Regions from separate parts of the Mus musculus genome. Here all the other regions are linked to region 2. Evidence: chromatin contacts called from public Hi-C, HiChIP or PLAC-seq and promoter capture Hi-C data. All regions are on one chromosome and are shown on one strand. The core of a region is the stretch at or near the end of the contact, and the rest is flanking DNA. Distances in the headings are between cores, read along the strand shown.

The links. Promoter capture Hi-C pulls out the DNA fragments that hold promoters and counts their contacts. Hi-C and Micro-C count contacts between places; a contact is called where the count stands out from the background. HiChIP or PLAC-seq counts read pairs in DNA pulled down with a chosen protein or histone mark.
Region 1: a promoter capture Hi-C map of pre-B cells shows a contact between it and region 2, with 4 times the contacts expected there. The contact joins the promoter of Dimt1 here to the promoter of Elovl7 in region 2. A contact is called at or near these places in 3 of 39 promoter capture datasets (liver, neutrophils and pre-B cells).
Region 3: a promoter capture Hi-C map of hippocampal neurons shows a contact between it and region 2, with 2.3 times the contacts expected there. The contact joins the enhancer-like site here to the promoter of Elovl7 in region 2. A contact is called at or near these places in 3 of 39 promoter capture datasets (cranial neural crest, hippocampal neurons and pre-B cells), 1 of 115 datasets of contacts at active chromatin or transcription factors (embryonic stem cells) and 1 of 9 other capture datasets (embryonic stem cells).
Region 4: a contact with region 2 is called in a Hi-C map of CD4 T cells, with 5 times the contacts expected there. The contact joins the enhancer-like site here to the promoter of Elovl7 in region 2. A contact is called at or near these places in 1 of 15 datasets of contacts at CTCF or cohesin (large pre-B cells), 1 of 484 Hi-C or Micro-C datasets (CD4 T cells) and 2 of 115 datasets of contacts at active chromatin or transcription factors (astrocytes and forebrain).
Region 5: a contact with region 2 is called in an H3K4me3 HiChIP or PLAC-seq map of embryonic stem cells, with 4 times the contacts expected there. The contact joins the enhancer-like site here to the promoter of Elovl7 in region 2. A contact is called at or near these places in 4 of 39 promoter capture datasets (the C10 cell line, cranial neural crest, embryonic stem cells and 1 more), 4 of 115 datasets of contacts at active chromatin or transcription factors (embryonic stem cells, large pre-B cells and pancreatic cancer cells) and 1 of 9 other capture datasets (macrophages).
Region 6: a contact with region 2 is called in an HNF4G HiChIP or PLAC-seq map of pancreatic cancer cells. The contact joins the promoter of Kif2a here to the promoter of Elovl7 in region 2. A contact is called at or near these places in 1 of 484 Hi-C or Micro-C datasets (CD4 T cells) and 4 of 115 datasets of contacts at active chromatin or transcription factors (astrocytes, embryonic stem cells, large pre-B cells and 1 more).
Region 7: a promoter capture Hi-C map of hippocampal neurons shows a contact between it and region 2, with 4 times the contacts expected there. The contact joins the enhancer-like site here to the promoter of Elovl7 in region 2. A contact is called at or near these places in 4 of 39 promoter capture datasets (hippocampal neurons, liver, pre-B cells and 1 more), 1 of 484 Hi-C or Micro-C datasets (bone marrow-derived macrophages) and 1 of 115 datasets of contacts at active chromatin or transcription factors (astrocytes).

Annotation. Positions count from the first base shown.
Region 1 is chr13:106,945,442-106,948,612 of GRCm38.p6, forward strand. Dimt1 (DIM1 dimethyladenosine transferase 1-like (S. cerevisiae)) reads left to right here and starts at 1,688. Exons shown (of 12, transcript NM_025447.4): 1 at 1,688-1,842; 2 at 2,145-2,218. The coding sequence starts at 1,764.
Region 2 is chr13:108,212,915-108,216,538 of GRCm38.p6, forward strand. Elovl7 (ELOVL family member 7, elongation of long chain fatty acids (yeast)) reads left to right here and starts at 1,490. Exons shown (of 8, transcript NM_029001.5): 1 at 1,490-1,586.
Region 3 is chr13:109,277,190-109,280,636 of GRCm38.p6, forward strand. The region is part of intron 3 of Pde4d (phosphodiesterase 4D, cAMP specific); the gene reads left to right. Among named protein-coding and RNA genes, the nearest start is that of Mir582, 46 kb to the right of the region's middle. Within about 2 kb of position 1,537, at least 56 of the 459 cell types and tissues checked have an H3K27ac peak or open chromatin away from gene starts, as enhancers often do. A contact at or near this core is called in hippocampal neurons and pre-B cells, where this site is marked.
Region 4 is chr13:109,919,813-109,923,323 of GRCm38.p6, forward strand. All of the region lies in intron 8 of Pde4d (phosphodiesterase 4D, cAMP specific), which reads left to right. Among named protein-coding and RNA genes, the nearest start is that of Mir1904, 18 kb to the left of the region's middle. Within about 2 kb of position 2,164, at least 18 of the 459 cell types and tissues checked have an H3K27ac peak or open chromatin away from gene starts, as enhancers often do.
Region 5 is chr13:109,228,063-109,231,184 of GRCm38.p6, forward strand. All of the region lies in intron 3 of Pde4d (phosphodiesterase 4D, cAMP specific), which reads left to right. Among named protein-coding and RNA genes, the nearest start is that of Mir582, 95 kb to the right of the region's middle. Within about 2 kb of position 1,374, at least 151 of the 459 cell types and tissues checked have an H3K27ac peak or open chromatin away from gene starts, as enhancers often do. A contact at or near this core is called in embryonic stem cells and pancreatic cancer cells, where this site is marked.
Region 6 is chr13:107,020,530-107,024,082 of GRCm38.p6, forward strand. Kif2a (kinesin family member 2A) reads right to left here and starts at 1,826. Exons shown (of 21, transcript NM_001374727.1): 1 at 1,483-1,826. The coding sequence starts at 1,546. It overlaps 3830408C21Rik (RIKEN cDNA 3830408C21 gene), which reads left to right and starts at 2,041. Exons shown (of 4, transcript NR_015471.1): 1 at 2,041-3,453.
Region 7 is chr13:109,579,411-109,582,905 of GRCm38.p6, forward strand. The region is part of intron 3 of Pde4d (phosphodiesterase 4D, cAMP specific); the gene reads left to right. Among named protein-coding and RNA genes, the nearest start is that of Gm32703, 140 kb to the left of the region's middle. Within about 2 kb of position 2,186, at least 14 of the 459 cell types and tissues checked have an H3K27ac peak or open chromatin away from gene starts, as enhancers often do. A contact at or near this core is called in hippocampal neurons and liver, where this site is marked.

The DNA.
Region 1 (3,171 bases), core at 438-2,937, 1.3 Mb before region 2:
TGAAAAATGAACTGAAGGCCTTTCAGCATGGTCTCAACATCAGCTTTGGGGCCGAGTGTGAAGTCTAGCATGCGCAGTGCTGCTGCCATAGGGAAGAGAAGGCTGGCGCCATGTCCCTGGGAGGTAGACCAGGAGTCTGGGGTATTGCTAGGTGTGTGAGACTGCACACCTCCCCCTTTTAAAAATAAGCTATTTGTAAAAGCAGTGGTGATGTCATGTTCAGATTCCACGAAGGAACTTTGAATTGCTGAGTGCCAGTAACTGCGAGGGGAAGCTTAAGTTCCAGAAAGAAAAACAACGCCATAATTTTTTTTTTTTTTTTTTTTTTTTTTTTTTTTTTTGCTAATCGCGTATTTTGGCTTTTGTAACTGTAGTTAGCTTGCAACTGCGGGATGGGAACCTTGAGGGCTTTCCAGGCTCAGAGATGAATGAACTTGGGTCCGGAATACCCAGCTGTAGTCACCTGCGGCTGGAAGAAAGGCTTTCCATTGGCTCATAGGCAGTGTTCAAGTGCTCCTTGGTGGGAACCCCATAATAGTCGACTATAAATAAAAGATTATATTAGGATATTTTAGAACTTTCCCTGTGCTCGAATTACAGCAAAGAAAGGAAGGACTAAAACCTAGGCTACGAGAAAAAAAAAAAAAAAAAAAAAAGCCGGGCGGTGGTGGCGCACGCCTTTAATCCCAGCACTTGGGAGGCAGAGGCAGGCAGATTTCTGAGTTCGAGGCCAGCCTGGTCTACAAAGTGAGTTCCAAGGACAGCCAGGGCTATACAGAGAAACCCGGTCTTGAAAAACAAAACAAACCAAAAACCAAAACAAACAAACAAAAACCTAGGCTACGGAACAGGTTCTTAGCAGTAGCCTTTGGTGGTTGATTGCAAAGACTTTCTTCAGCGCACAAACAGAAAAATTAAAACCGAAACATTACACTGGCAAGAAAAACAGCCATGAATCTTTTATTCTGTATGTTACAGCCCGGCGTATAATCCCATTACAATATCCAACACATACCTGTAATCAATCCCATTTACAGGGTTTTGAAATTGTTATAGCCTTTATCTTTCAATAAATAAACATTGAGAGCAGCATATTTTAACTATGACATTCCAGTGCTGGAACTCAGCAAAACGACGAGAAAATGAACAAAAAGCATAGAGAAGTAACCAGTAAGTGCCGTGTTGGAACGAGAGCTAATTCTAATCTAACTGCTTTCCACAACGGAGAGACATGTTACCCTAAACCACCAAGCTCCGTGTCCATCGAGCCTAGGCTTCTCAGCCCACAACCTGCAGGGAAACAGGAGAGACACGAGAGATCTTTCCGCAGATATCAGAATGTCCCAGGGCAGTGCCAAATGAAGCACCCAATTTGCCGAGACCCAACCAATCCTAACTGCCTGCCTGAGCGGCGCGGTTTCCTCTGGGAAATCGGGCTCTTGGGGAAGTTGTTGCTCCAGCTAAAACTCTAAAATCCGGTGGCTAACCCGCTGGAGCCAGCCTTGCCTCCGGAGGAGCTCACCAGACAGAAACTACAATCTCAGCAGCCACTGGGCTCGAGTCCGCCTTGCCGCGGGAGGAGCCCATAAGAGACTACAATTCCCAGCAGCCACTGGGCTCCGGCCTGCCGCTGACTGGGTGGGTCGGTGATCGCAGTGGGCGGGGAAGTGGGCCTCTCGGGCGCCTAGTCGTGACGGCGACTGAGGGCGACTTCCACGCGGTTCCCGGCTGCTTTCGCTTGGCACAGGGACTCCTCCGAGAAGATGCCGAAGGCCAAGTCCGCAGCGAGTAGCCGCCGGCGGGATCGTCAGGAGCAGCGCCGGGAGCTGAAGCGAGCTGGAGGTGCGGTGTGGAGGATGCTTGGGACTGACCCGCGGCGGGGGAGCCCTACGGTGGCCTGCGCCTCTAGCCGCCCCGAGGAGGGTGGGCGCTCAGCGCTGACCCTTCCCCGCGCGCGCCTGGTCTTCCTTGCCAGCAGGAGGGATGGATGGACTCAAAGATACATCCCAACCCCGGCCGGGAGCGCGGCGCTTGTGGATGCATTGGAGCAGAAACCGTCCCGGGTCCATCCTGCTTCTCTGGGACGGCCTGAGATCGGTTCTTGAAAAGTTGGGAAATTAAGGCTGCTTCGTGTTTTATTTCAGGACTCATGTTCAACACAGGGATCGGACAACACATTTTGAAAAATCCTCTAATTGTTAACAGCATCATCGATAAGGTGGGTGTTAACGATGAAAGGCAGAGCGTTTGTGGATTGTATTTTTCTGACTACTTAATGCCTGTATGCCTAAGTTGCATGCCCATAATTATCCCAGCATTTGGGGAAGCTGAGGCAGGGTGATATGCTCGACCGCAGCCTACATACTAAGAAAATATAAACCAAGATAGGGTGCCTGACAGAATAGTTGCTCTGTATGTATATGTTGGATGGGTTGAGAATTGCCCAGTGATTTCCAGATTATTTCCACTTTTTGGAGGCTCCATCTTGTTTTTGGAACTGGGTCTCATGTAATTCAGGGTGGCCTCAAACATGGTGTGTGTCAAAGCCAGCCTTGAACTCCACTTTGCAAGCGTGTATCATTTTGATCACTTTCTAAGTACATCATCGTTACTCTTTTTATTCCAGACCGTAAATTTACGTCCAAATCACACTGAGTTTGTTCCTCAGGAAAAGATATGGTACTGCATATGAACTGTTTGGAGGATTCCTTCTGTATGGGTTACTGTGCTGTGCTTATGGAGGATTGAGGGCCTGGAGGTAAAATACAGACGGTACAGGGAGCATCCTGGAGCCATAGAGTATAGTTCTCCAGTCTCACCGAATATTCTACTCATAAGCATATGCACACTGGTAACGTTTTGTATGGTTACTATATTCTTAAAACTGTACAGTGGTTAAGAATTGAGAAATCTTTTCCATTTGAATGCACTCTTTCCCATTTGAACTCTTTGGAAGTTACAATTAGTTACAGTTTGCTGGAATTATTGCCAATGTAGAAAGCAGGAACCCACCAGTAGAACCGATTGCTCTTGCTTTTGTTCTGGCTCCAGAAGCTGAGTATATCCCCTAAGTTAGGAAATACAGGTTTTCACTTATACCTAATGCCTTTGAGGTACTACTGCTGTTAACCACATAAACCCTGAAAAAAATGAAGCCAGAGTAAAATGTCT
Region 2 (3,624 bases), core at 240-2,739:
AGACTGAAAGTTCCCTCCCTGAAAAGACAGAACATTTTTAGTTTGTTTTGGTTGTCTGCTGGATCTTTAGATCCTGGGGTGGGGTGGGGTGGGGTGGGGGTAACAGCATTAAATAGGTCTTAAATCTAATTAAATGAATCTAATTAGGCTCTTGCATGTTTGAAATTTTATACAGACAGAAACAGTGACAGGCATGTGACAATTGTCTCTAATTTTTAAGGCGTTTCCAAATCTACCAAACAACTTATTTGTAACATGAAAGAAGAGCATAAACAAGGATTCATTAGTTTGTTTTTTGATTGATGTAAAGCACTGAGCTCAGGAACTTGCACAAGCCGGGCAAGCCCTCTACCACCAAGTTACATCTCCAGTAGAAGATATCTTCAGCGTCTTAATTTGCATTTGAACTTCTGTCCTTTGGGAGTTGCTGTCTCCTTGACTATTCAGTGGGAGTGCCCAGAGTTTTAGGTAGACACTGAAACCTTATTTTCAATGTTCTAGGGTTGGGTCATGGAAGGCTGTCTTGCTTGCTTGTTTTTGCTTTCCCTATGCAAGGTCTCTACTTGTCAAGAGACTTCTTACCCTGATTCTAGGCTAGGAACTCTAGAGCAAGCAGAGCCCATGTGGTGAGGCAGTCCGCACAGGGAAGGCAAACTCTCGGGAGTGTAGGAGGGGGATGGAGGATAGGGGATGTTCTAGTTGAAAGATCAATTCTAGTTTTAGGTTTTGCTATAGAAGCAGATACCTCTAGACTTACATTTTGCCTTCCTGTGCTTGATTTAGAAATCGTTACAGTGTTTATTATGATCATAACTAAACACAGGACTAGCTCATTAAAAAAAAAAAAAAGTCCAGTGCACAAGCACAGGCCTACATTCATCCAGTTCAGCAATTCCAATCCATCAATCAGTGAAGGAGACGGGAGTTTGCTAGACTCTGTTCCTTGTTCTGATCACCATAAAAAAAAGTTGCATACAGTCTGTTCTTCATTGCACTAAAAGCCTCCCCGCGCCTCCTATTTTTCAACAATTCATTCTTAATAATTAAAAGGGATCGAGCTGCCAAAATCTGGCTTGGGCATCTTTACTGGTCTGGTCTCCATTTTAGAGACCTATTTCTCCTTCATCCCTTCTTCCCTCCAGCCGCGCCCTCCCTCGACCGGTCCTGTAATCCATTAGAGTCAAGCAGGACGACAATTCCCATAGTATTTTGGTTAAGCATGCGGATGAATCCAGATGTTGGTATTCACTCTCAGAAAGAAAGGGCACCAGTAGAGCGGACGGGAACCGGCCCCCTACTGCACCCTGGGTTGCTCGGGGCCAGGCTCTACCCGCGGCGAGGGCGGCAGCGGGAGAGGCTGGCATGACACCCCACCCCTCGGCGTCACCTGGCGGCGACGGGCAGGCGGGCCGGGGGGCGGTCCCGGGTGACGCGCGGGGCTGGGAGAGCCGGCAGGTGCCACCCTACCGCCTCCGCCCCTCGCAGCCTGGTCCGCAGCCCCGGCAGCAGGGGCCGCTGTGAGAGCTGCGCTCGCACTGCCCGCCGCCGCCCTCGGCTCCCGCGCGCGCTGCTCGCCCCTCGGCGCGGTGAGTGCGGGGCTGCGGGCCCCAGCAGACTGGGCGAGGCTTTCGGGGGTGGCGCGGAGGGCTGCGGGGGAAGGACGCGCGAGCCGAAGGGGTCGAGCCCCTGGGGGTCGCACGGGAAAGGAAGCGGCGTGGGGCCGGGCAGGGCCTCCCTCCTGGCGGTGCTGCTCGCTGGTCGGGCGCGCCGCGCTCACCTGTGCCTCCCGGAGCCCTGGAGCCCTGTACCCCTAGGGAAGATCGGGGCCCTCCGGGGCATGGGGTGCTGAGCTGCTGCGGTTGAGACTCAAGGAGGGAAGGTCTTGCTCGACCTTGGACCGCGGAGGTCACTTTCTCGGCTCCGGGTCCTGGCTTCCCAGACTCCTCTTCACAAACCAGCTATCCCTTCTTCCTGCTTCTGGGTGCGTCCCGCCTGCCCGAGGGAACTCAGGGCGCTGTCTCTTTGGCTCCGGGAACAGCATCCCGTCCCGGTGACTGCTGCGGGCCAGGGAGGGAGGATGAGTCCACGGCTGTGGAACAGGTCGTTCTGGAGACGGAGTGGCAACTCCTGTCATTTATCGCCTAGGTGTCTTGTGGTGTGAAGTGGGCCTTTCTTTCTTATCAGCCCTCGCTGATTCAAACTTACCGGATTCAGAGGAGCGCCTTTGGGGACTAACTGGAACTCGGGGTGGGAGCGGTCCGGCTGGCAGCAAGGCACAAAAGTCCCACTCCCACTGAACAATAGTTTCAGAGACCCGGCGATTGCCTACTGAACTCCCTCCTGTCCCTGAAGCTGCCCATGAGCGTTTTCTCTCAGCTCCGAGCTCCCAAGTCATCTTTTCTTCCACTCACTCCTGTTTTGCGTTTCTTGTATAAAACTCATCCTCTTTAGTGACTGCCGCCGCCGCCGTACTTTGCGCTTGTGGTTTACAATTTGCAGTTTTTGTTCGGGGGAAATTGTTCTCCCCAAGGTCATCGAGGACTAGGTTTAAAAAAAATCCCTTTCCCTTTACCCCATAGCAGATGCTTATCCAGTGCTGTGTGCCTGACACTGAGAGCTTAACCCTGTCAGTCTTCAAGTAGATATTGTTTTCAGTTTGGGGCTTGGCTTCCAGCCAGCCAGGAGCTCTTGGCCACTCTGCTAGTCTGATGAACCCAGAGTTCTTGGTTCTTACTGCTACTAAGCACTATGCAGGTTCAAGCATCAGGCCCGGGACACTTAATCTCTGGCCCCTTTTCCTCCTTGTTTGTTTTTTACTGTAGCAGCTAAAGCTGATATCAGTCTCTTGATCCCTCTTCTTGTCTCCCTGCTACGGGGTGTGAACCACACGTGCCCAGCCCTTTATAAGATAGATATCTTTAAAAGATAAAAAATTAGATTGACAGGTTGACTTCCTAAAACCTCATTTTTCAAGTCTACTTAACTTCAATTACAATCCAGGGGCCCTGTGTATTCAGTTGAGTCTAATATCTTTGAGGAGACGTTATAATACTCCGTTTCTGTGCCCCAGGCCTTCCCAACGCTCCCGTAGAAGATGGTTTCCGCCACCATTAACCTAGTCACCAAGATGCAAAATCTCAGCCATCCCGCCTCCTGCTACCACTCCCTAACCCCAATTATGGATTTATCCAGCTCTCTCCAGATCTCTCCTGCCTTTGTCAGTCTCAGCCTGCACCCCTCCCATCGCTCTTCACCACACTTCCTCTTTCCCAAAGCGAACACATACTATCACTCATCATACCCACCTTTCTTTTCCCTCTTATTTATTTTGAGACAAGGTCTCGTGTATTCCAGGCTGGCTTCGAACTCTCTGTGTAGCCTCGGATGACCTTAAACTTCAGATCCTCCTGCCTCTAACCTCTGAATTGCTGGGATTATAAGCATGTGCCACCATTTCCAGTATTATTCAGTGCTGGAGAGGGAAACCGGAGGCTTTATGCCTGCTAGATAAGCATCGAACCAAACTGAGCCCCATCCTCAGTCAATACACATTTTGATTATCTTCTTTAGTAAGTGTTTGCTTTCTTCCAGGTCCTGGGCAACTTAAAATGTTACACTATCAGG
Region 3 (3,447 bases), core at 287-2,786, 1.1 Mb after region 2:
AACCTAAATGTAATAGACTGATCATGTGAGTTTAAAGGAAGCTTTAGGTCACGGGAGAGATAAGTCACAGTCTGTAAGCTGCAGAGAAGTGTGAAAGCCATCTACTTATCCATTTATCTCTACCGGACAGGAGGGCCAAACTGTGAGTGAAAAGATAGCTACTCTATCAGATTGGTGAAATTGGTGATTTTTTAAATTGTTTTTATTTTTAATTCTCTCTCTCTCCCTCTCTCTCTCTCTCTATGTGTGTGTGTGTGTGTGTGTGTGTGTGTGTGTGTGTATACGAACTGGTGAGTAATTGTAAGTGCAAACACGCATGGAGGTCAGATCCTCACTGGAGAGGTCCCCTCTGATTTGGGTGCTAGAAACTGAAATCCAGTCAGATGTGAGAGCTCTTAACTGCTGAACCATCTCTCTAGTCCTCTACATTGAGGTCCATAATGGTCAACTAGGAGTGCTGGAGAAAGAGTCAGAGGAGATACTGAGATGCAGGAGACGTCACTGATGTTAGCCTGTTGCCGCTCAGAAGTCATCCTGCAATGTGTAGGAAGACCAGGATTCACAGAGCCTTTTGATGGTGAGCAACCACCTGGCAGCCTTGGAGTTCCTACCGTGACAAATAGGCCATGTGTGTTGAAGGAGCAAGTCTTTCCTTTGGTGAAGTCAGTATTCTGCTTCTATCTGTTTTCATTCATTTCAAGCAGTGAGAAGGGGTCGGACTCCGGATGGCTAGCCACGTGCAGCCGTCTGTGTGGTCAGCATTTCATGGAGCAAAGCCACATTTCCTCCTCTTCTCTGCTATATATTTATGTTTTAGAGATGAATTACACAACAGAAGGTGCGGGGAAGTCACTTGGAAACTGCCAGTTTCCAGATGTGTGGCCACAGGGTAAATTTGCAAACACTGAAGATTCCTTTGTGCTTGTTTTTTTTTTTTTTTTTTTTTGTTATTGTTTTGTTTTGCTTTGTTTTTTCTGAACCAGATACACAATCCTCGTCTTGAGAGTGTAAGGCTACATAATGAGAAACTGAACACACACACACACACACACACACACACACACACACACACACACACACACACACACACTGATATATATGTTGTACTTGCTGCATCAATCTATGCAATTAGAATGGTGAGACTGCTTTTACTAAATGAATCAATTTTATGTGTTGTAAATATTTTTGGAAGACAGAATAGCAAGTTTGTGCCACATCTTAACATACATTCAAACCCTTTTATTATACTAGTAAGCAAAAGAAAACCTGTAAAACCTAACAGAAGATAGCTTTCTCTTTGAAATTCGAATGGCTGGGTTTGTACTGCCTGCCTGTGGATCTGGGTTATGTGAGGCGGTTGCTGTTAGGGAACAGGCTGCTCTGTGTCTACGGAAGAGTGGGCTCTACAAAGTAACTCGCACACACCTCCCCCTCCCTAACAGAAAGGGTGAGCCCTGGCACCTTTTAACCTGTAGGGATTATGTAGCCCTGGCTATGATTGATTCGTTGGCTTGCCTCAAGAAACGCTCCTGGTATGTGTTATGTGCTAAAAGAGCCAAGCTTTGCTGATCAGCACGTCACTCCCGTGAAGACGTGGGCATGCTTTTGTGCATTTGTTCTTGTAGCCCTGGAGGCATATTTCAACACACTGTCCAGAATTGGCTAGAACATGCCTGTCACTCCCAGCTGACTCTGATGACGCTCTTGCCAACGTAGATTTACATCAACACAGTTCTTTACTGGAAAAAGCTCTTTTAGAATATACAGGGTGGCCCATTTAAAACAGGCGCAGTATGAATTTGAAATGGAATGATTTTTAGAAGATGTGTTATAAGAAATGTACTGACAGTTGGAGACTCTACACAGCATAGAGCTATAATGAGCATCACCCCAGAACGTTCCCTTCATAAACAATCCTAAGCTCAACTACCAAAGAGTAGTTCATTGTAAGATAAAGGACCCTTTATTCCAGACTTTCTCATTCATCACTCTGGATATGTAGGGGTTTCCAGTCCTTTCCTGACTTACTCTAATCTTCCTAGTATTGGACTTGTGAGGATGTGAGAGCATGCAGTGTGGTGTGATTGTACTGCTCCTTACCTGTCCAAAATTTGCTTTGAGAATGTAATGGCAGCATAGACTTCCCCTGTACCGTGAAATCTTTTGGCTCACATTCATCTTGCTTGTGACTCATCCTCGCTATCTTAATGACTGTTTGGGATAGACGCATTTACGCAGATGTCCATGGTCAGGAAACCAGGCACTCGAATCAGAGCTGTTACCATAGCTATCCAGCAAATAATAAAAATAAATAACAAGACACAAACCCAAGCCGTCTTTGCTGTTCAAAAGGAAATTTCAGTATCCATGGCACATGACCTGTGATTAATACTACTATGACCCTTGGTAACTCACCTTTCATTTTTATCAGCCCAGCCTATTCCAAATCATTATAGTAATGGACATAACTGAATGGGCTTGCAATTTTACACCTTCTCTTATGACAACCAGCGGGATTTTCAATGACACATGCTTTGATCTGTCTGCTTTTATTTTTTTATTTTTTTTTCTGTTTTTTTCTTCTTTTTTTATTTTTTTTCTGTCTTTTTTTTTCTGTTTTTTTTTCTGTTTTTTTTTCTGTTTTTTTTCTGTTTTTTTTTTCTGTTTTTTTTTTCTGTTTTTTTTTTCTGTTTTTTTTCTGTCTGCTTTTAAATCTCTTAAGCTACAAAGCTCTAGACAGCTTCCTCCCAGAAGATTTTACAGTCCTAATCGACCTCATCATGAGTTCTATATTTATGCCTGTTTAGACACATCAAAGTCAGGCTTTATAACAAGGGCCACCTGAAAAGTCAAGGTCACCAGCTTCTTGTCACAGCATTTGTGGTATTGTCCTACTGGGCAATAATGAAGTATGACCTTTCAAAGTGATCAAAACTTGAAGGCGACATTATAGGATTGCTATTAAATGGTCCATGGTTGCATTTTACCTGTAGTAATTTGTCCATAGTTCAAAAACTATGGTGACTTGTTGGGCACTAATGCCACTGGGAGGGTAGAGGCATGCAGGTGGATCTCTGAGTCTACAGAGTGATCTCCAGGACTTCTAAGGCTACATAGAGAAACACTGTCTCAACAAAACAAAACAAAACAAGACAAGACAAGACAAAATGAAACTCTGGTCCTAACAAACTGAAGTGGTTCCGTAAGTGCAAGCATCTGGTTGTAGTCACCTCTCTGTCTGTTGAGTCCTGTGTGCAGGGTGCAGGAGCCATGATGCTCTAAGCAAAGACAATGGTATTCAATAAAAAAAAGAACGAAGTTGGCTCTTGGAGCTTGCTCAACAGTTCTGCAGCTCTTCTAATGGCTCTGCTCCCAAGAGGCCCACCCTATGCCCTGGAGATGCTAATTTCTGAGTGTACAGATTTTAGTGCCAGCTTCTGATCTTTG
Region 4 (3,511 bases), core at 914-3,413, 1.7 Mb after region 2:
TTTGCACACTTACATATTGCTACTGGAGGGGAGGTTAGCTTGCCCTTATTCTCCTGCAAAGCCTCCCACCAGGACCCCTCCATCTCCATCTCCATCTCCATCTCCATCTCCATCTCCATCTCCATCTCCATCTCCATCTCCATCTCCATCTCCATCTCCATCTCCATCTCGGGGCTAGCAGCATTCAAACCTACCTAAGTCTGCACCGTAGGTCCTTTCTTTAACCCCAGGGTTCACCTTGTAAAGTTCTGGCTACTCTCTCTGTCCCAGAGCTTCTTTTCTTCCCCTGTCTGAAGAGGTTACAGATGTAAACCATGCCGGGTTTAAATTATAAACCATCTCCTCGGAGCCTTCCAGGATGCCTCTGTGTCCTCCCTCGTGGCCTCATTCTGCATGGTGGATTCTGCCTCAAGTCTTCTTTAGTTATTAAAATTGGACACTGTGTTTAATTGATACATAAAACCAAAAAAAAAACTGTACGTACTAATAGGATACCATCATGTGATATTACAAAACATGCCTACTTAATGAAACCCTTAAATCAAGTGAAATACACCTCTTTTGCACTTCCTTGTGGTGAAAACACGTCTTGTCTTCTAGGTTTCTGAAATACATGGCATACTCTGTAGGGTACACCAGAACTCCTGCTGCTGTCCATCAGCCAATCTTCCCTGATCTTCCACCCCCCTCTCTTTCTCCAGCCTTTGCATGACCCGCATTGATGTCTTCCCAGTTGATAGACAGGTTGTGCACACACTTCTTGAACAGCACTGCAATTGTCTCTTTCTAGGTCGTTGCGTCCCGTCTCAGTTCTCAACCTGGGGAGCTTTCCTGACTTTAATGTTTGGCCTCTTCTCATTTGTTTATTTGTTTGTTTACTTGTTTACTTACTTGGTCTGCCGCTTTATTGCTTCTCCGCTCCTAGGTAGCTACTGAACAGTCATCTGTGGAGATAGTAAGTGAATGTCTATTAAAAATTACTTGTATCTAGTGCGGGGAGTCTGTTACTTTTGGAGGAGTGCTCTATGAAACTTCAGTGCTGTGGGCTGTTGCTACTTGCTGGTCATAAGAAGGGTTCAGTAGTAAAGTTAGTTTGGGAAATGTTAAATAAAAGGTAAATATAAACCAGGTTACATAGTATAGCTCTTATACCATACATAGTACATCTTTCGACTATGTTAATGTATATAACCTTCATAAATGCTTCGCTTTGTGTCTAAAATGACAATTTCACAGTGGACATCATCTGAAGGTGTTTTACAAGATAGATGTTCTTTACATTGCATTCTGGGAAATTCTGCCTTAGACCCAAACCCGTCTTACGAGAGGGGAATGTTCATGTGCTAAAAATGGGAGGCAGATTCTCCCCGACTAGAAAGAGAACAGACCGGTGAGTAGGGACAAAACTTCCCAAGAGTGGCCAGACTCGGAAAGCACACGGCTTCTGAGAATGGTTGGGTTTGGCCAGCAGATCTAGAACATGGACTAGAGTCAGCACCCAGTGAGCATCGTCTGTCTTTTCGATGCGGAGCGAGAGCATCCTCTTAGGCGTTGGTTTTTGCTAATTAGTTGTAACAGTTCGGCGTTTGCTCTGATGGAGTCTGTAGCACATCCTTTGCATAAAATCATGCCATGTGCCACCGGTGACAGGCTGACCTCCTCCGTTCACACGTAGAAGCAAAGACGCCTCCCTTCATGTGGCCTTTGGCCAGTTGCATTGATTATTCCTCAGTGAAGCCAGTGTCATGCTAGGGATAGCCGTGATGATGGTGATTTCAGCTAAGCTGACAAAATAGCTTTGGATGTACACAGCTGCCTATATGAATCCAAGCTGTATCAATGAATGGAGAACGCTGTGTGAATTTGTCACTTCTCTTGCTGCAGTAAAACACCATGACCAAGGCAACCGGTAGAAGGAAGGCTTTGTTTGACTCGGTGTTCCATTATGGCAGAAGAGACGTGTTGTGGCTAAGGGCAGGAAAACTGAGGGCTCCTATCTGGAACCGCAAGCAGGAAGCAGAGAGAGGCCAGGAAGAGTTGTGTGGCTTTTAAACCTCAAGCCTGCTCCTAGGATAGACTTCCTTCAGCAAGGCCATACCTCTAAACAAGCTCAGACAGCCCAAACTCCACCACCCATGGGGACCAAGTATTCAGAAATCTGTGCCTATGCGTGATATTCTCGTTTCTCATTCAAACCACCACATATGTTAATGTGTCTTAGTCAATCCACTTAGCCAAGAAATGAAAATACAAACATCAACTTAGGTTCCTGTTAATTTGGTTCCAGGAACTCCTCAACAGACATAGTACGTACGGTGTCAGACTCTTTCTAAATAAGTGTTTCGGGTATTTATTTGCTGTTTTAAATAAAGTCATTTTGGGGGAAAAAAATCAGGTCATGGTTTAGTCTTGGATGTTTCAGAGGATGACTTAGGTCTTAAAGGTCAGTCTTAAATGTTTATGATACTCTCAAGAGCAGATACCACTTATGAAATGGTACATTTGATCTCTCTGGGCCTCTGCCTTGTCATGTTTTGGTTTAGTCTCGTTCCCTATTCAAACCCTCCCATTTTGTCTGTGATGCCAGTCTGGGCCTCAGAGCTGGTTAAGTCAAATTCATGTGGTTTATCACTAGGGGGCGCCAAATACAAATAGATTCAGTGGATCTACTAGCGGTCAGGTTTTCTTAATAGAGTTTCTCAGGAAAGAGTTTTTATCATGTGAAAGTAAATTCTAAATTATATAATTTAAAGGATTGATTATAAACGAATTCTGGGTTGTTATTGACACCCCCTAAAACTATCTCAAGGCACTTGAAAAACAAACAGAGGCTCCCTAGTTTGTGATAGCTATTTGAATTTAGCGTCTGAATTTCAGTTATGCCTCAGAATTCTGTATGGAGGAATTAATAATCACATTTTCATCTGTCAATATAATCTAAGCGTTAACAGTATATGTAAGCACCTACTTAATATTGACTTTATTCCTGGCTACTACACATCTCCCTCTGTGTCTTTCATTTTTATGTAGAAGGGTATAAAACGAATATGATTGGTTATATAGGATCAGATGTTTTCAGTTTCCTGAGTGCTGTGTGATAAACTACTGCTGCTAAGACGACCTCCCTGAGTCTGAGGTGCTGTGAGAGCCAGTCCCGTGGGACACGCCCACACGTACGTACACCTCCCCCAGCCCTTCCCTGCCCTACTGAATGCTGTCCCATTTTAAGTCAGCCTTCGACTCTTCCATATACGATCGATCGTCCTCCGTCGACACACAGGCAGTACTGCCTGCTGTGTGCAGTGCTATGAGGTACTTTACTCTCTGTCACTTGAGAGTACTGTGAAGCCACACTGTCTGATTTCAGATCCCAGCCCTGTCTGTGGCTTCCTGACTGTGTGACAGCTATTCTCTTTACAGCCCAGGTGTGTTGTTCATTGATTACCTTTTCATGGCCCTATCTCAAAAGGTGTTTCCTATCTTGTGGTGTGAGGTCGGGGGTGTTGGGGTG
Region 5 (3,122 bases), core at 124-2,623, 1.0 Mb after region 2:
CAAAACAGGACCTTTCCCAGAAACTGTGTTGCTTTGGCCTGTCACAGAAGCTGTTAGCTTCTGTAGTCCACACTCTCACCTGTGCAGACTACTTTTGGTGGAGTCCCGGATCCAAGATGGCTCCCGCCGATGCTGAGACAAAGTTCTCCCGGGCCAGGCAGACACCTGTCCTCTGGCCGGGAAGGTGGCCAGATGTCTGGAGCCGAAAAGGGGACTGCCTCAGAAGCTCTGTGGCTCCTGCCTGTCCCAGAAGCTGTTAGCTTCTGTAGTGCACACTCTCACCTGTGCAGACTACTTTCGGCGGAGTCCCGGATCCAAGATGGCTCCCGATGATACCCATCTAATGACTTCTTTTGTGATTGGGTTACCTCATTCAGGATGATATCCTCCAGATACATCCATTTGTCCAAGAATTTCATAAATTCATTGTTTTTAATAGCTGAGTAATACTCCATCATCCTTAGTGAGGTAACCCAATCACAAAAGAAGTCATTAGAGGTCCCCCCCTTTTTAAAGCTGTCTGTTCCCAGCTTTGACTGTGTCATAGAACTTGCTGTGGGTAGGATGCTGAAGCACGTAGCTGAGATCAATGAAGGGGTCACTGATGGCAACAATATCTATTTTGTCAGAATTGAAAGCACCCTGGAGACCAGGCACCTAATCTGACTAAATCTTCTCACTCTAACCTTCACCATCCTGTCTCATGGGTGAGGCTGGCATTTCAGGAGACGAAGCAGCTGTCTCTGGTAATGGGGAGAACTGGAGAACCTAAGACTTCACTTTAGGGTTAAGTTAATAGTTGAAGCTCAAACAGGCAGAGTTCATGAATCCAGGTAGTCATTCAGACTCTGGGGCTATTGGAGTCGGTGCTTCTGGGAGTCTGTGAATCGGTAGTCCAGGGAAAATCAGGGGGGAGTCAACAACCGAATAGAGAGAGTCATAATTCTCCATTTACATTACTGAATACATATATAACAATACAACTCATATTTATTGTATTTCTGTCCTTTCCATACAGGGTGTTTTAGATTGCAACAATATTGTATTGTAAGTAGATTCCTACACTAGTGTTATAAACAGATTGATGAAGACAACACTGTGGGCCTGCATCTGAGCCGTCTTGTGACCTAGTATGGGCTTTCAACTAGATTCTAATAATAAAAAACACTTACCACATATTTAGGTATCTCTAAGCGATTGTTTCCCTTGATACAAAGTGGAGAACACTAATACAGGTTTTCATGAATTGTTGGCCTTCTTTGTTAATTCATGTAGTTCTTCGAAATGGCCACTAGATGGTAGTCTTTAGTTAGTATTGTCACCTCTGCTCCATGATAGGAGCTTTGATTCTAACCAGAAACATTTTGTGTGTTCCTGACGCCCTTTTCCTCAGATGGGTGAGGCAAAGGGCAAGGACTCCGTGTGGTTCAAGAGTCTTCAGTCTTGAATCCTTAAATTTTCTTCTTCGTAGACCTTACTTTCGGATACTATTTATTGAACAATTTTATTTGTCTCCACTGTACCTTTAAGTGATGACTCTTTGAAGAGGGTTGAGGTCTGTACTTACAAGGGTCAAAAAGATAAGAGTACAAGGATAATATGTCAGGCGAAGAACAGGGACGATGAGCTTCGGGATCTGCTGTCACCCCAAGTAAATCCCAGAATTCCCCCGAGCTCTGCAATCATTCACCATCTTAGCTAGAGTTGCCGGACATTGATGCACCGTTGCCAAATACATGTGTGGTCTCTCTGGACAATCGGAAAAAAAAAAAAAGTTTTTCCTCTTCTGTGCTGAAGCCTTGTGATTTTTTTTCCCCCTAGCAAAACCAAACCCAGTGAGCGGCAGTTAACCCGCACTGGCTGTTTGCGCACTGTGTTCCAAGGGCTCTCTCTATTTGTCATGAGTCATCCAATTAACGTCAACTGTAATTATTTCCTCTTCATTTTCCCTTTCCACTGTTGAGTCTCCCGAAGTCACCAATTTCCTTAACTAATTTTAATATCGAAACCTGCATTTCAGGTTCTCCTACTTCACACAACCAAGAAAAAAAAGAAAAAAAGGAATGAGATGCCCTTTTCGATTTTACCCTGAGGTAGAGCAAATCCTTTGACACATTCTGAGAATTCTTCCTGTTCAGTTTTATCATCTGTCCGTACTTCCTTGAAGTTCACTTATGGCTGAACACACGTATTTGCATACGGACTCTCATAAAGTCATTTTCAGTAACTCTGCAATTGATAACTCTCCCAGATAGACACATAGTCCAGAGTTACCTGTTGATCTGTTTCGCTGCCTAAAAGGAGGAGGGCAGCAGTGGAGACAGGACGGACTCACCTGGGGGTAAATGTGAACTTTGGGGCCTTGAACAACAACAGGAAGCTTGGTTTCTGGCTGCTACCACATTAAAACTAGTTGAGGTTTTTATTGTTTGTGGGCTGTGGAAATTTTATTTCCTGGCGTCTAGTAACAGTTGGCGAAGATCCCCATTACCCTCACTGTGAGAAGAAGCCCCATGGTCACTCCACAGCTATTGAGAGCTGCTACACCCCCTCCTGCCCCACCCTGCCCTGCCCTGCCCTGCCCCACCCCAACCCCCCTTCCGCCGCCCAGAGACACAGCTGCCTCCTGACCACCGGAGGCTCCAGTTGGTTTAAGCAAGATTAGTTCAGCTTTGCTTAGCGAAGGGTCACTGTCTAGATCTGTCTTTTCCACACCAGAGAATCCCATGGTGGATTCAATGCCCTCACTCAAATTTCCCAGCCACCAGCCAAGTTCCCTTCTTGTCTCCTCCCCCACAAAATCTTGTTTGCACTGGACGTGGCAGTTATGCGTTATCGGGCTTTTTGATGGTCCGAGGAGCTCTTTATATTCACAAGCATTGCGCAATGGAATGCTATTTAGACACCCATGCTCTTTACAAGCAAGCTAGCATCTGTTTCAACAGCAAGTTGCTTGACCGTTTTTTTTTTTTTTCATCCCAGAGTTATTACAATCTCTCCCAACTCCTTCTCACTTAATGGTTTTTAGCTTCTCTCATGGTGTTTCTGCTCCAGTCACTTTTTGACTCCCCAAACTGCACAGATACTAAAAAAAAAAAACAAAAATAACCAAAACAACAGCA
Region 6 (3,553 bases), core at 576-3,075, 1.2 Mb before region 2:
GAATATTATAAACCTATATCCTAGAATCACCAAAGAACCAAAATTACTTCAATGCATAATTAAAAAAATGGCATCTCAGATAAAATCACTTGACTATAGAGCTATTTTGTAATGATTTTAGTTAAGATCTTTAAGACTGTAAAGAATATACAGTTTATTATACTTCAAGTTTTGAATTAACATGTAAGTCCTATATTTGTTAACATACTGCCAACCTACATTCACCAAAAAATAAAATGGCATTAGACAGCATAATGATTGCAAGAAAGTCATCTTCAGAGAATTGATAAAGCAAACTCCAATCCAAGTAAAGAAAGTATCCCTTTTCCGTTTGGTAACTTCTAAAGCTCTACAAGTTATAATGTATTTTCTCAAAAATATATAATACACAAAATAATCCTTCCAGTTACCAAATTACTTCAGCTGCAAAGAGGGAGAGAAAAAAAAAATCACTAACCACTTCCAACACATCATAAATAACAGGAAAACCAATCTACTCATGTATACTGATGTGACTTGATCAAATTTGGTAGAAACCAAGAAATGGGTGTTTTGGCCATGCCCTTATTAATTGCGGTAAAGGATGGTGAATAGGCCACAATTAAGTAAAAGGAATTGGGTACAAGTGAGATGCAGTCAAGAATCAATTCCTAACACTAGCATTTCATTCATCCCCTTCTACTCAGTTATTTCATTTACAATATGGATGATTTTCACTTTACACTTAGAAGTGATAAAAATATTTCCCCCCTACGAGGAACCTACAGCAACATCCATAAGCAGCCTATGGGTCTTTTTTTTTAAATGAATTAAACATGTCTCTTCCCCTCGCCTTACACTTCTCTCAGTTACCTCCCCAGGGTGTGAAAATATCAACATCCGGTCGCCCACCCTCTCAGGAGTGTCTCCCGTGGACTGCGTCCATCCTCTCTCCATCCTCTCCTTCCCTTTCAGTAGCATCACCTTGGTGAAGCGTACCGAGTATTTCTTTCCCGTTACTCCCCCACCCCTTTTCATGGCCGAGTGCAGCCTTCTCTGCACTTGGATCAGCAGAAGAAAGCAGCATGCTTGGGGGAGAACAGGCAAAGAGGCCTGACAACCGGATAGCACTTAACAACAACCGGATGGCTCCCCAATGGCCTCTGGCTGCCAGTCGGGTCTCTCGGTGCCGACATCCCCGATCTTCACGCTACCACCCTTTCCACGCCACCGAGGCAGAGACCGGTAAAAGGCAGAGTAGAGGCAGCGCGAGGCACGGGCAACCCTAACGGAGTCCCCTGGGGGGAGAGGACCGCGAACCCGGGAGCGGCTCCCGCCCTGCGGCCGGGGCCCCGCACTGCAGCGGCGCCCGGGCGGACCCCACGCCCGCCTCACCCGCACAACGCCGCACACAAAAGCGCCGGGCCGCCGCCTTCCCGCCCCCACAACCCGTAGAGCAATCAAAGGGGCAGCCGGCCCGACGCGGCCAGAGGCGCGGCTCACCATCGCTGCGCTTGATCTCCACGTAAATCCCGATCTGGATCTTGCCGAAGTTGGCCGTTGCCATCACCTCATCCGGAGCGGCGGCAGGCGGGCGAAACAGGCGGGGAGGGGGCGGGGTGGCGGCGGGAGGGGCAGCGGTGGCCCGCGTCCGCGCCGGTCCGGGAGGCAGCGTGGACGCGAGCGGGGCCGCGGCGAGAGCGGCGGCGGACGAGCGGGCTGAAGCCCCGGGCCTGCGGGCGGACGGGCGGACGGGCGGGCGGACGGGCGGGCGGGCGGGCGGGCGCGCACGCCGGGCGTCCGGGTGAAGCGAGGGCCGCAGCCGTGAGGCGGCGCGGGGGAAGAGTGGGAGGGCTCGCGCCGCCCGCCCCTACGGACGCTGGAGAGGCGGGGCGCCGCGCGCCTGCGCACACCCGGCGGCCCGCGGCTTCCTGCCGTGCGCCCGCGCGCTCGGGCTGCAGGCGGCCCCGCCCAGCTCGGCTGCGGCCTGGCGGCGGGCGGGGCTGAGCCGTCCGCGGGAACGGGAACGGGAACGGGAGCGCGCGCGGCCCGGCCGGGTACGAACCCGCGCCGGGTTTGATTCCGCACGCGGCGGCCTACGAGGCGCGGGAAACGACTCGCGACGTCCTTCCAGAGCTCCCGCTCCGCGTGCACGCTGCCGCAGGAACGGGTTGAGGGCCGAGTGGGATCGAGGCTTTCGGGGCGCGGGACTGAGGGGCACTGACCGATTAAAGAACTGGCTCAGTGCATTTCTGTGGCTGTCAGATCGCATGCCACTCCGGGGCAGCCGGTCCTTGAGGAACCTTATTAAGGCCGGGGCATGCCTGGTTCAGGCTTCCCATCAATTATGGAGGGTCGAAAGGGTGTCGTCCACCCTGAGTAGGAACGAAGACCTCCCCTTGCCCTTTACTTCCCAGCTCATTGCAATTCAAAGCGAAGCCCTCCTGGGCTACCAGCGGGCCTGTCCTGCTATCCTATTGCTTCAGTAGAGCTCAAGGCTTACTTGCCCTAGTCTCTAACTCCAGCAGCTATGACTCAAAATCAGAGCAGAGACTTGAAGAACGTTGAATAATGAGCCTCTTCTGCAGTCATGTGGCTGAGCTGACTACAGCAACATGGAGAGTGCCAAGCAGAGGGGGCCAGGTAGACAAGCGTGTAAACTGAAGTGTAACCTCCACCAGCTTTGTCGTAAATTCTTTGTAGAATGACTTACTACTCTCCTCAGTTACTCCCTGCCTGCCCATTCCTGCATCTTGGTTTCTTCATCTTCCCCCATGATCTAGGATAATATGATCTCTTCTCCTTCCCCCTGATTATTTAAATCTTCCTCTCACCTCCCTACATTTTTCACTTGTTATTTACTTTTTTTTTTTTTTTTTTTTAGATAGGGTGTCATTTGACCTAAGCTGGCCTTAACCATGCTATGTAGTGAGGATAATCTTGAATGCCTTACTGGTGTGAGCCATCACTTCTAGTTTATGTGGTACTGGGGATAGAATCCAGGACTTTGTACGTGATGAGAGCATTGTGGATGAGAATGGTTCATGTGCTTGAATACTTTGTCCCCATTGTTGGAACTGTTTGGGAAGGATTAGGAAATGTGCCCTTATTAGAGAAAGGGTTTCACTAGGATCAGGCGCTGAGGTTTCAAAAGACACCATTTAGAGTTAGCTTTCTAGACCTCTTACTTGTGCATCAAGAGGTGAGCGCTCAGGTGTTGAGGCCAGCATGCCTTTGTTCCACCATCATGGACTTCAAACCTAGGAAACCATAAGCACAGTGAAACACTTTTGTTTTGTCGGTTGTCTTGGTCATGGTGCTTTATCCCAGAAAGAGAGGCAACTACAACACCAACAAGCAAGTGTTCTACCAAGTGAGCTAAACTGCTAGCCCTGAAAGCCTACTGTCTTTGTAAAACCTGCTCCACCCACTCCAGCCTAGATGACTCTTCTGCCTAGGGATTCTTGCAAAGTGGTAAGTATCACTTTGTAAATAGACATGTTTGATCTATAACTATGTATACATAGGAACTTTTCTTTTTTTTCAAAGATTTATTTGTTAATATTTATATGAG
Region 7 (3,495 bases), core at 936-3,435, 1.4 Mb after region 2:
CACATGCACACATATGTGTACATGTATACATACATGTATACATATATAAGTATGTGCACATGTAATGCACATAGATATATGAGTGTGTTTGTGTGTTATATGTCTGTATGTTTGTATGTATATGTTACATATGTTTACATATATTTGGGAACTTTAAGAAAAATAAATATATTAGCAAACACTGAGAAAAATACAATTAATGTGAAAAAAGAGAAGATATTTGTTTATATATCTCTGTGTAATGTGATATGTCTAAATGAGTATGGCCGGGAATGGTAGCAACTATTTATAGTCCCTGCAACTTAGAAGGGTGAGACAGGTAGGATAACCAAAGCCTATAAATTCATGGCTAGCCTAGGAGCAAAGACAGGTAAAACATGTTTAAAAAAAATCCCACATCATCATTTTATAGCTCAGAATATATAAAATAAAACAATTGAATAAAATCATCTACATTTTTAAACTCTGAAGTTAAATTGTCTAGTGTCTGACTTTAGTCGCCTCATTAAAAGTAACTTTTGATATATTTGATCACTGGTTCCAAGACATTTTTGTTGTTGATCTTGAGACAAAAATCTCACTATATTGCCTTGGTTGACCTGGACCAAGCTAGCCTGGAACTCATAGACATCTGCCTGCCTCTGTGAATTCTTAAAGAAATTGTTTGTGTAGGATAGACAAGACAGATCAGATGTTTCGATGGCTAAAGGTGAATGAATGAAACCTGAGTTCAATTCCCAGGCTTTAACTGAGAAAAGAGAGAACTGATTCTCAATGGTTGGTTGTTCTCTTCCATTTGCATGCCATAGCAGCACATATATCCTTGTATAAACACATACACAGACACCACACACATACATAAACACACATATATCACACACACAACACAAACATAAACACAATACACACATACACCCACACATATCATTCAAACATACATGCACACCACACAAACATACATACACACACCCCACACACACCTTACAAACATTCACACACACATGCCATACACACATATGTGTATACACACATCATATATACAACATGCACACATTAATAACAAAGCTTCTTAAAGGATTTCATATTTGTATGTATTCAAATCCCAAGTAAGAATTATTGAGACACTGTCTTCGATGTAGCTCAAGCTAGCATCAGGTTCACAATCCCTCTACCTCAACCTTCTGAGGGGTATTTCAAGTGCTCCCCATCACTCTCTGCAGGAAATCGTTTTTCAACTGTTGAAGTTGCCCAATACGCTACATTCTTGATGTCTTGGCTTGCACACAAGGGCTTACAGGATTTCACTGGAGATGATGAATCTTGAAAGCTGTGAGCTTGTTAAGCCTGTAACTTCATCATAAGACTGAGGTCGTGAGCAGAATTATTTGCAATCTTTCCTAATTTCTCCAACTTGTCTTTTATTTCTTTAAATTAGCAAAGGCGTTGCTATTAGATTTTTCAATAGTTCTTCACCCAAAGAGCGGGGAGAATTTACATATCTGAGTGTTGCTAGTGAAGGGAGAAATCGGTAATTGGTTCATGTTATCACACATGGACTTCAGCTAATAATTTTTCTGTCCCTAAGAGGCTGAGTTCACTGCCATTGTGAATAGTAAGTTATGAAGGAAAACCCACAAGTTTTGATCCTAATGATTAAAAAGTTACCCATTATCATTTCCATGCGCCCATACCATTTTCTAAGTCTTTATAGTCAGTTTAGGACGATGGATCTGTAATTGATTATGCTCTGCCTATCACATGTGTGCGTGAAGTATATGTTAACAACTAGCTATTTAGCCACTAGTACATTAGGTTGCCATTCTCTTAGACCTAAATAAAAATGGATTAAAACCTGCCGTCTCCTCAGAGGGTAGTTCCGAGTGGAAACAGGCTTCTGCCGAGCCACAGAATCTCTCCTACATCTGCTCAGCCAATAATTGGCTGGAGCACAACTCTGATTAGAAGCAAGCAACAAGCTTCCGTATCCATGAACAGAAAACAAGGTACAGCATGTAGCCTCCGGGAGACACCCGTTTACTCTCGAAGAAAAAGCAGCACCCAGCGACCAGAGCAGCAGCATATGGCTGAAAGCCATTATCTGACATGCTCTTTCCAGCTTTCCCAGGAATGCTGAGCTGGCCACTAAGATTTGCTTTTACTTCCTGATTTGGGATACAATGAGTCTGCCAACCAGCTGTGAGCACCTAGGTCTGGGGAAGGTGGCTAGATTCCGAAGCGCTTATGTTCACGGATCACCTTATGCCATCAACAAGCCAATTGATATTAAGCCACAGAGGAGACGGTAATTGCTTCCCTTCTCTCGGTTGTTGTCAGTAAAAGTGTGTTTGCTACCCTTTGGTAACGGCTTTGGAGATCTGCTGTACTGGGAGGGTCCAGGAGCGAGGTTAGTTGTTAAATTCAGCATACTGAGAAAGCTGGGGGAAAAATTAACCTGAAAGGAAAGCTGACAAATATTCTTAGTTTAGTTGTTTAGTTTGGCAAAAACCTAATCCAGTTTCAAGGTCTGAGGATTTTCGGAATTGGGGAGCTTGCTAAATGCCAGTGTTACCGTGAGAATCATCCAAGATGATCATTGGAAAGGGGATTTAGCAAAATAAAGGATTTGTTTATTAGCAACTCTTATTATGAGATACCCAATAGCTTCGTCTCTGTACTTAATGCCTGCACCCTGTAATAAGCATGTGAGAGTACCACAGGAAGCACACATGTTCATGTGCACACTCCAGAAGAGAGCAATAGATTGATTGTTTTTTTTTCCCTTATCTTGAAGTTGTGATTTCTAGATCTGAGTTCCAGAATTCTGCTAACTCATACTTCCCTCCCGTCGTCCAATGCCTTCCATCCCAGCCACACAAGCAAACCTATGCTCTGTGGTTTCGAAGCTGAGGTCAGTATTTTTAGAGCAAGGGTCTGTGTGCTAGGGGGATCCTTTCTGCTCTTGCAGTTGGAACGCTGTGGCAGAAGAGAGGTGCCTGTGGGTAACACGTCTGGGATTCGTCCCTCTGTGTTCAATAAAATTATCGTTTTAGTTGGTATTTAGCAATGAGCTAGATGGTTTGATAAAAATGTTCCCTTCTCCCTGTGAATAGCAGTGCTCCTAGTTTTACAAATTCTCACAATAATAATAATTTTTAGAAAGGACTTTGGAAACTTTGGAAGGCATTACATTTTGTTTCGACTGTCATTGCCATCTTCCCTTTTTGCCTTTCTTTTTCTGATCTTCTACACACATAGAAGTACATGCAAGACTCACCAAACATACACTTGCCCGGATTTGACCAGTGTAAATGTTATAAATGTGAAGGATCATTTAGATTGTAACTTTTCTTGGTGGAAATTAGGTTTTTTGTTTGTTGGTTGGTTGGTTTTCTGTTTTGGTTTGTTTTATACTTCAGAAAGGATTACCTTCTGCCCAGAATATCAAGTGTTTCCCACACAGTTCTGCCATTATGTAAATTTCCAGTGAGCCAACAC